Linked DNA regions of Oryctolagus cuniculus: region 2 is linked to region 1. The links are chromatin contacts, called in public Micro-C maps. All regions are on one chromosome and are shown on one strand. Each heading gives the region's core, a stretch centred on a gene start, on an enhancer-like site or on the middle of the called end of the contact. The rest is flanking DNA. Distances are from core to core; before and after follow the strand shown. Region 1 holds the start of TNRC6B (trinucleotide repeat containing adaptor 6B). Region 2 holds the start of MRTFA (myocardin related transcription factor A).

Evidence for each region. Hi-C and Micro-C count contacts between places; a contact is called where the count stands out from the background.
Region 2: a contact with region 1 is called in a Micro-C map of ear pinna, with 7 times the contacts expected there. The contact joins the promoter of MRTFA here to the promoter of TNRC6B in region 1. A contact is called at or near these places in 2 of 6 Hi-C or Micro-C datasets (ear pinna and an unstated tissue).

What each region holds. Positions count from the first base shown.
Region 1 is chr11:116,178,014-116,182,951 of mOryCun1.1, reverse strand. It overlaps TNRC6B (trinucleotide repeat containing adaptor 6B), which reads right to left and starts at 2,353. Exons shown (of 25, transcript XM_051834078.2): 1 at 1,692-2,353.
Region 2 is chr11:116,748,597-116,753,534 of mOryCun1.1, reverse strand. MRTFA (myocardin related transcription factor A) reads left to right here and starts at 2,642. Exons shown (of 14, transcript XM_051834083.2): 1 at 2,642-3,115. The coding sequence starts at 2,657.

The DNA.
Region 1 (4,938 bases), core at 1,104-3,603:
TTCTCTCAGTAACTCTTTCACGTAAATAAATGTCTTAATAAATAAATAAATAAATAAAGAGGCGGCTGGTATTGCCGCACGGTGGGTTAAGCCGCAGCCTGCAACACCTGCACCCCCTGTGAGCACGTGTTCAACATGAAGTTCCAGGCTCCTGGTTTCAGGCCAGCCCCAGCCGTTTGGCAAGGGACCCTGCAGAGGCAAGATCTTCTATCACTCTGCCTTTCAAATAAAAATAAATAAATGTTTATTTTCAGAAAAGAAAAGCAGCTTGGGAACTTCTATGTCTCTTTAAGTCCTATCAGAAACTACAGAAAATAATGGTGCTTGGGACAAGCTCATTAAAATGGTAAAGAACTGGGCAGGTGCTATGGGCAGTGGGTTAGGCCACAGCTCGGGACAGCAGCACCCCACATCCAGCGTCCTGTTAATTTGCAGCCTGGGAGGCATGAGAGGGCGACTCAAGTGCCTAGGTCCCCGCCACCCACCCGGGACACCTGTATGCAGTGTCTGGCTCCTGGCTTCAGCCTGGCCCAGCCCCAGCTACTGGGGGCCTTTGGGGAGTAACCAGTGGATGAAGATCTCGCTCTCTCTTGCTCTGTCGCTCTGCCTTTCAAATAAATAAGTAAACGTTCCTAAGAAGCTCAAGGTCTAAAAGAAAATAAAGGCGTCCTTGTCATCAGTCCCTTGTCCCAAGTGGGACAAGCCAGCCTGGTTTAGACTTGTGCTCCGGACGCTGTGCTGGGGCTTTAAGCGCGGGGGGCCTTCGACGTGCACCCGCGCACACGCCCACGGCGAGGCCAGCTCCAAGCTCTGCTCCTTAGGAGGCTTTTAGTAACACCACGCAAAGCCACGGTTCCAAAGCCAAAGCCGACGTCGCTGGAGCCTCGCCACACCAACAGAACACTTCACACCACTGCAGTTTCCCGCAACACAGGCGTCTTCACAAAACGCTCCGCTCTCCCCTCGCTTCCCCGTGCACGGCCGGAGGGCACCCATGAGGCTCACTCACGGCCCGAAGCCACGCGGGATACAGGGCTAGGGCCCGGCCCGGGCTGGTCCGCACTGAGGTCCTGGGGGTCGCCGGGCACCGCAGGCATTCCGGGGGCCACCAGGGGCTGAAACCCCTCCAGCTGCAAACTAACGGGCGCCAGGCCAAGGGGAGGCGGCCAACGCTCCCCGCCCCCAGCGGCCACGGGCGCGGGCTCCGGGAAGGCGCGCGGGGGGCTCCGGCCGGGGTCCGGCCCGGGGGCTCGTCCCGGCATCACGCAGGTGCGACGCCCCGGGCCCCGGGGCTCCCCCGGCCCGCGCCAGCAGAGGCGGCGCACCCCGGCGGGCCGCGGCTCTCGGCGCGACGCCGGGACGCGCGGGCCTCGCTCCCCAGGGCCCCCCAGCGACGGGAAGCGACCTCGCCGCGGCCCGCACGCCCGGAAGCCCTCCCCGCCTCACACCTGCCGGCGCGTGACGCGGGAGGCGCGCGCGCCCGGCCGCTCCGGGGCGCGCGGCCCTGCCGGCCCCTCGCCTCAGCCCCGGCCGCCGCGGCCGCCCCCGCGAGCGCTCACGCCCCCCGTCCCCGGGCCGCGCCGCGCGCTCCCTCGCGAGGACACGCACACGCCGCGCGCCCCGGCCGCCCAGCTCGGGCCGCACGGCGCGCGGGGGAGGGGAAGGACGGCGCGGCTCCGGTCCTCACTCACCGGCGAGCTGCGCCGGCTCCGAGTGCGCGGCGTTCCGCTGTGAGGCGAGGCGATGCGCGCGGTCCCCGCTTCTCCGCAGGCTACGGGGGCGACGTCGTAGGGGAACTTGAGGGGCGCGGGGGTCCCTCCCTCCCGCTTCACCTCCCAGAAGCACGGGGACCCCAGAAACTAAAAACAAAATAAACAAACTTTCCCCTCCGCCTCCCTCCCCCAAAACCACAACACAAACACTCGGGGGCCCGCCCAGAGTCCCATCCCATTGGCCGCAGGGAGGATGTTTCCGGCTGTCACTGGCTGGCTTTTGTGCCCGTCAAGTTGTCGTTCCGCCCCTCCAATTCCTCGCCGCTGCCGTCGCCCCTCATTGGTTAAGTGCTTCCCGTTTGACGAGCTAGGATTGGCTGAGCTACCTGCGCCAATCATGCGGGGACACACCCCCTCAGCATCCCAGAGGCCGCTTCCTCGGTTGCGGACCGAGAGAGGCGAAGGGGAAACTAGAGCATGATGGCGGCCGAGCTCGTTTGGCGCAACCATCGTCGTTTTTCTATTTTTAGCTCATGAGTGCCTCGCCCCGGCGCCGTTTCCTCTAACGTCCTCTCTCCATCCCGTACTGCCTAATAACGGAATCTATACGTGCCGGCTCCTTGATTTATCCCCTCAGAAGTGCTGAGTGTGGGCTGGTGGTGCGTCATTGGACGGTCGGGCTGCCACTCCCGAGCCGAGGCTGCAAGCTATTGGTGGAACGGCCAGAAAGCCCGGCCAGCAACAAGGGCTGAAGCCATTGGTTTGAAGCCACTGAGTTCTGTCCCGGCGGCTTATTGGGCGCCCGGCTGCGCCGGTCGGGTCCCGCTCGCTGCGCGGCCTGCGAGTCGGGTTCGGCCCTGGTGGCTTGGCACGTCTTGGGCGGCGGTAATGGCCGTCCTGGCGTGCCTAGCGTGCTGCCGAGTTCCTCACAGAGACGGCTTGGTCAGACGCGTGGGGGTGATGGCGCGATTGGGCTAGGACGCTCGGGCCGGGGGGCGCCCAAGGTCGCGCGGAGACGGGAGCCCGCGGCGCTGGCGCGGCGACAGAGCCCTCTTATTTCACGGTGCCCGGAATCGGACCCGGCTGCCAAGCCCAGGCTGTCACACGGCCGCCTCGCCGGGCACCCGGTGCCGCCGTCTCCTCTGGAAGCCTTGACTGTGGAGGGGTCGCCCCCGCCCCATCCTCTGTTCCGGCACCCTGAGTTGAACTGCCTTGATGCCCCCCTCCCGCCCCCCAGAAGTGCACGTCCACCTCTTTCACCGACCCGGCTTTCGCAGGTGGACATCGCGGCCATCCTCCCCGCCCGGCCCGCCAAGCCCCCTTCGCGTCCGTTCCCTGCTCATTCTTTGGAGAGAGTCGAGATCAAGAGCGACTCGCCTTGGAAATCAATAATGTATCGCGTGCAAACGGAAGAGCCCTTCCGCTCCTGGACCGCGTCCAGGGTGGCTGAGGCCGAGCGAGATGCCTGCTCCTGGCCACTGGCCACTGGGCGCTTTCATGGCAGCGAGCCCGCGTTCCAGGCAGGGCAGGGCAGGAGGCTTGGAGCCCGTTGCCAGAGCGCGAGCCGGCAGCCTCCGGGACCAACACGACCTGCAGGAGCAGGGCGCTGGAGGCTAGCCCGGGAAGCTGCGGCGTCGAGTGTTTCCCCTCCCCAGCTCCGCACCCTGGAGCTTCATCGGGGCTGTTGTGTAAGCTCAGAGGCGCTGCTTTAGCAACGAGACAACCGCTGTAGCCCACAATAAGGCTGCGCCTTGCGCGCCTTGCAGCAGAGGGATCTGAGGTAGCTCACAAACGTCCATGGGGAGGAAAGGACAGCTAGTCCTAGGGCAACAGCGAGAGGCAATTTTTTTTTTTTTTTGACAGGCAGAGTGGACAGTGAGAGAGAGAGACAGAGAGAAAGGTCTTCCTTTGCTGTTGGTTCACTCTCCAATGGCTGGCGCGCTGCGGCTGGTGCACCGCACTAATCCGATGGCAGGAGCCAGGTGCTTCTGGTCTCCCATGGGGTGCAGGGCCCAAGCACTTGGGCCATCCTCCACTGCACTCCCTGGCCACAGCAGAGAGCTGGACTGGAAGGGGGGCAACCGGGACAGAATCCGGCACCCCGACTGGGACTAGAACCCGGTGTGCCGGCGCCGCTAGGCGGAGGATTAGCCTATTGTGCTGTGGCACCAGCTGCCAGAGGCAAATTCTAATCCAGGTGCTAGGAACCATGCACACAGCCCCTGTGGGCCTCACAATGCAACACGCAAAGGTCAACACGTGCCCAGGGTTCAGGCCTCTGTGAGGTCTGAAGTTACTTGCCTGTGCCTCTGTTTCAGCCCTTCAACCAGTGCTTGGTTTGACGGGTATTATTGGGGATATCCCAGTGGTAAGAGCCTTTGAACCAGGTTTCTTGTTCTGCTTCGCGTCTCTTACCTGCCCCCAAATAAATAATTTACTCAGTAAATATTTAGGGAGCATGTCCCACACTTTTCTAAGGCACCAAGGCTGCACAGTTAAACAAAGCATCGTCTCTGCTTTCCAGAACCTCTGTCCAGTGGGGGTGGCCAGCACGCCGTGATGAGATGCCCCAGAAGAAGCCCATGGGAGGGACATGGGACTCCATTGATGGCTTCCTGGAAGAAGCGACATCTATTGGGAGCACTAATGGGCGAATTGTGGCTAGCCGGGAGACCGGCGACAGGCGATGACCAGCAGTGCTTGCTCTCTGAGGGTGGGGGGCAGGACAGGACCATCCCAGAGTACCCCCAGCCTGTTCTTCCTGTGGGCTTTGTCTTTGCAGGCCGTTAGCTATCTGTCCACTCCGCCTCCTTGTGCTGTCCCTCCCTGGAAGAATACAGGAAGCCTGAAACCCTGTCATGTTTCCCCATTTGAGAATAGAAAAAAAAAAAAAAAATTAAAATAGCGTTTTTCTGATCACAAAGTCACTGAGTAAATAGAACACTTTCTCAACTCTATGTAACATCCTGTATTTCAGACAGCATAGAAAGTTACGAAGTAGAAGTCAAAACCCATTCAGGAAGGAAAAAAATCCAGGTGCTTTCGCGAGTGCATCCACATACAGATTTCTTCTTTCATCAAACAGTGGAACGGGGGTCAGAGACTTGTCTGGCCTCTGAGAGTTTCTTCTTAAAATGTTTATTTATTTAAAAGGCAGAGTGACAGAGATCTTCCCTCTGCTAGTTCACTCCCCAAATGGTCACAACAGCTAGGTCTTGGTCAAGCT
Region 2 (4,938 bases), core at 1,393-3,892, 570 kb before region 1:
CAAAGCCTCAGCTTCCTCATCTGAAGGATGGGGTCGTAGCAACACGTCCCCGGGGACTCGCGCAGTGACAAAGCATAACAAGCACTGGCCAGGCTCTGCACGGTGCCCGGAGCTGTCAGAGGCAGACAAGATGAACAGTGGAAGGTGTCCTGGAGGCAGCGGGACGTGAGCTGGAATCTGATACGTGAAGAAGCAAGAGAAGACGTCCTAGGCCCAAGGATGAGCCTGATGGAAGACTGAACAGGAATGAGCAGGGTGAGCTCCAGCCAGGAAGAGACAGGAAGAGGGAAAAGGACAGGAAGTGCCTTTCCAGGAGCCTGGATTGACAGATTGGTAGGCGGAGACGTTAGTGTTTTCTGGAAGGTTCCTGGCATTGGGTTGGCCCTTCTGCAATGGCAACAACATTGGAAATGTTGGAGACCATTGGAGAGGCCACACCCACGGGACCAGGAAGTTGCCCCACTGGATGGACAGGGACAAAATGCCAGGATGCCAGCTGTATTCCCTGGGTTAGGCTTAACGTTCTCCGTCTGCACTTAGGCATTCCTTACGGCCATACGAGGAGGGCGTTTGGCTTAGGAGCCATCTGTGGTAGAAGGGGGTGGTTGTGAGGTCAGGGCCGGCGCAGTTGCTACGGTTGTCCCTGCAAGGTGTGGCTTGGTAACAGGGCAGGCAGAGCAGAGATGCCCCGGTGTCCCGGTGCCCTGCAGCAGCTGGGTCACCAGGAAGCTCTGGATGTCACTGCACTTTGGGACCGGGCAACATAACTGCCCCAAATTCCGAGTGGAAGGGAGGAGCTTTGGGGATCTTCCCCAAGGCCCACAGGCAGTGACGCACAGCTACTGGGGTTCCAAAGGCTGCCCGTGGCTCAAGCGGGGAGCTCCTGGTACAGTTACAGCTCCGTGCTCCCCTGCGGTGACTGAGCCCAAGGCAAGGTATGGAGTGGGTGAGCCCGTCCATCTGCTGGTTCACTCCCCAGCTGCCTGTAAAGGCCAGGGCTGGACGGAGACGGAAGCTGGCAGCTGGGAATGCCCGCCGTCCAGGTCTCCCTCACGGGTGACAGGAGCCCAGCCGCTAAAGCCCTCTCTGCTGTCTCCCAGGGTCTGCGTAAGCAGCAAGTCGGAGCCAAGAGTGGCACCAGAATTGAGCCCAGGGGCTCCGAGACGGGACGTGGGCATCCAAACCAGCGTCTTAACTGCAAGTCTGAGGAACCCACCCCAGTTTCGATTATTATTATTATTTTTTGCCCCGAAATAATTTCATCTTTTCCAGGAACTTTTTCAAGTTTGTGTCATTTACAAAATAGAAACAATGTAAGTTGTGGCGAAAGAGCCCTGCGGCTGGGAGGTGGGAGGTGAGCGGGCAGTGTCTGCCCTCCTCCGGTGACTAACTCACAACGGTTCTGTGGGGCTGCACGGGATCTGGCCTTGGGGAAAGTGCCCCACCCCAATAGTTCCAGGAGCAGTCCTTTCTCCCAGGTCCACTGTCCTCGGGACACCTGCTGTAGACACTCCTGCCCCGGAGTCACCAGGGCACCGGCTTCCGCCTCCCTGCAGGGAGGTGGGCTCACCCCCAGGGCGGCCACGGCAGCTTATCTCTCTATCACCTGCACCATGACTTACTCAGGGTAAATATTTGTGGAATAACTCATTTTTTTTGGCCAGGGCTTTTGTGGAAGGGTGCTTTTGCCTTGGGGGAAAAGTGTCTGACACGTGGATCCTAACTCCAGCGTGTGGTACTGGCCCCGACGATGACTTACACATGAACAATCCGGAATGTCCCGGCCACCTGGCTGTTGCAGCACTGGCAGACGGCAGCGGCGCCCCCCTGCCCCCCATCTGAGACCCACACCAGCACGCAGGCCCAGGAGCCCGCAGGAGGAGGATGGGGGTCCTCCTAAGAGTTCACTCTCAGCGCCACTTCTCAGCCGCTGGGCCTTGGCACCGGACCTCCAGGAACCTAGAAAACCCTGCTCGCCCCTCCTCCAGCTGCCTGAGGACCCCATCCCAGGAAGCCTCCGGGAAGCGCCCCCTCCCCTTCCTCCCCAGTAGGTCGGAGCTCCGTGCCCTTCTCCGCGGCTGCAGGGTGCGGAGCGAGCGGGGGCCTCGCCCGCCTTGTAGCCCGCGTTCCCGCTCCCTGTGCAAGTCCCGCACCAGGGTCTCGGGCCCCCTCACACCTCCGCCGCACCGGCCTCCCTGGCCCGCTCCTGGGGTCTCCCGATCGACCGCAAGCTCGGGGCTTCACTCCGCGCCGCCCCCTCCCCAAGCCCGGAGCGCTTTCCCCGGGGCGGAGGGGGTCGGCAGGTGTCAGGAGGAGCCCCCCTTCCCACCTGGGGAGACCGACTGCGAGGGCCGGGGCGCCGGGGCCTCGGTGGGGCGGGGGCTGGCCCGGGAATTCAGGGAATCGATCGTCTTCTGGGAAGCGTGACCGTGAAACCCCGACTCGGGAGCCTCAGGCGGGGCGTGAGCCCCTGAGGGGAGGCTCGGGATGGGGTCTGGAGGCTCGCGGCAGGGCATTGACCCCTCGGCAACTCGGCTGTCCGACCCGGCCCGCCGCCCTTCCCCTGACAGGGTGGCCAGGGGCTGCGGCCTCTTTAAGGTCCGACCTCCTCCCACCTCCTCAGAGCCGCTCCGCCAGTTCCAGACTTCCCTCCGCGATGAGGTCATCTCCCCGCCGCCCATTGGCTGCGCCGCGCTGTCAGTCACAGGAAGTCGCGCCGCCGTCCCCTCCTCCCTCGTTCCCCTTCCTTCCCCGAACGCCCCTCTGGGCCGCGGAGCCCTGCCCCGACTGGGCCTCTGATTGGCCAGCTGCGCTGCCACTCCTCCGGCGGGGCGGGGCGGGAGGCGGGAGGCGGCTGTGGTGGGAGGGCCCGCAGCTTCCGTGGCTAAGAGGAGCCGGCGGCGGCTGTGTCTGTGGTGGCCCCGGCGGCGGCGGCGGCGAGCGCGACCGGCCCTGCCTCCCCACCCCCTCGGCTCTGCTCGCCACACGCCCTCGGCGCGCGCCGACCTCTCCCCGGCCCCGCGCGCCCTGCCTGGACGGTGAGCCTCGGGAGGAGCCGCGAGCGGCCGGAGCCGAGCCGGGCGAGCCGCGGAGCCCGGGCCAGGAGAGCGCCGCGGTGAGTGGGAGTCCGGGCCGGGGACCCCTCCCCCACCGCCGCCCCGCCCCGCGCCGCCCCGCGCATCCTTTCTCCTCGCGGCCACGCCGCGCGCGCCCCCGGGGTGCGGGCGTCGCGTCGCCGGTCCTCCCCGCGCTGCCCGCCGCTCCCACTCCTCTCGTCCGTCGGGGCGGGGGTCGCGGGCCGGGGCGCTCGGGCGCAGCCTTGCACCTGTGCACCCGCCGGGCCGGGCCGGGCCTCGCCTCGCCTCGCTGCGCTGGGCGGGGAGGCGCGGGGGTTCCCGCCCAGGCTGCGCCCCGGGTGTGTGCGCGCAGCGGCTGCGGTGGCGGGGTTCCCCGCGCTCTGTGCAACCCTCGGGATCTCCGGGCCAGGAGACGCATCAGGGCTGGATGCCTGAGTGGCAGCCCGAACCCCGCCAGGTGGGCAGGGTCCTGTGCGGGTTTGAAACTTGCAAGCCGAGAACTTCAGCCTCGTAAGAAAGCGTCCGTCAGTGCGCGTTGCTGACAGCCCCTCGCCTGACCCTGCGCCCCTCGGTGGGACCACGAAAAAAAAAAAAAGGGGAGAAGCACTGGTATTGTGCAGCAGCTGGGACTGGACCTTGCGGGGCGACTCCCAGATCTGCCAGTGGCCAGCTTGAGCCTCGGGTTGCTCATCTGGGAAATGGGGGTAGTCGTGTCCATCGGATCTGAGCCTGGCGCGCAGTCAGGGCCCAGGAGCTGTTAGCTGTTGTGAGGTTGAGTTAAGGGCCGGGCTGTGGTGCCTCTGGCTGGATTTCTCTGTTTTCTCCGTGTTATGTAGAGCGGCCTGGTCCCCAGGTAACCGCCTCCCAGGCAGGAGCGGGAGGTGTGTGGCCACCTACGGTGCCACGTTTTCACACAGTTTCAAATTCGGAATGTCCCCAGCTTGCCAGCGTTTGAGATCGCTTCTGCAGGAAGTTGGAGCTTGTAGGACAGCTTGCATGTTCAGTAAGGGGCTTCCCTGCAGGGGAGCCCCAGAACTCCGGGTGGCACTGCGGGAAGCAGTGAGGAGGTGCCCGGCTGGCCCTGGAAGTCGCTGAACGTAAGCTTTGCCCGATGTCCTTTGCGTTTTTCACTGCAAGTCAAAGGGCTTTCTGATGCTTTCTACTGAAATGATAAACACGTGAAGGAGGCGTCTGGGGGTAGCGGCAGCGCTTGCTCCTGGTCCTTGCTGGTAACTGCTAAGGCTAAGAGTCATTCCCACTAGGGTGTGTGCGCCTTTTAAGAGTTAAATCAGGAGAGATGCTGGAATCACACCCCGTCATCCAGAAGTATCAACTGCAGACTTGCCACGTCCTTCGAGTGCTGTCAGATTCTGCGAGGGAGGGACTCGGGGCATAAACCAGGATCTCAGCCTGTGAGGGCAAAGCTGTAAAACCTGGGTCACCCAGGAGTGACGGTGGGTCCTGCTTAGATAACGACGCTGTGCATTCATTTAGCAGACTTTTATTTAAAAATTATTTATTTATTTGAAAAGCAGAGTAAGAGAGAGGGAGAAAGAGAGAGATCTTCCATCTGTTGGTTTAGTCCTGAGCTGGCTGCAACAGCCGAGGCTGGGCTAGACTGAAGCCAGGGTCCTGGAACTCCATCTGGGCGTCCTCTATGGGTGGCAGGGATCCAAGCACTCGGGCCATCTTCCACTGCTTTCCCAGGTGCATTAGCAGGGAGCTGAATTGGAAGTGGAGCAGCCGGGACTCAAACTGGCGCGTGTCTCAGGAGGTGGCTTACCCACTGTACCGCGATGCTGGCCCCTCACCTGTAGACTTTTGTTCCACCCCTCGAATGTGCCAGGTATTTTTCCGAGAG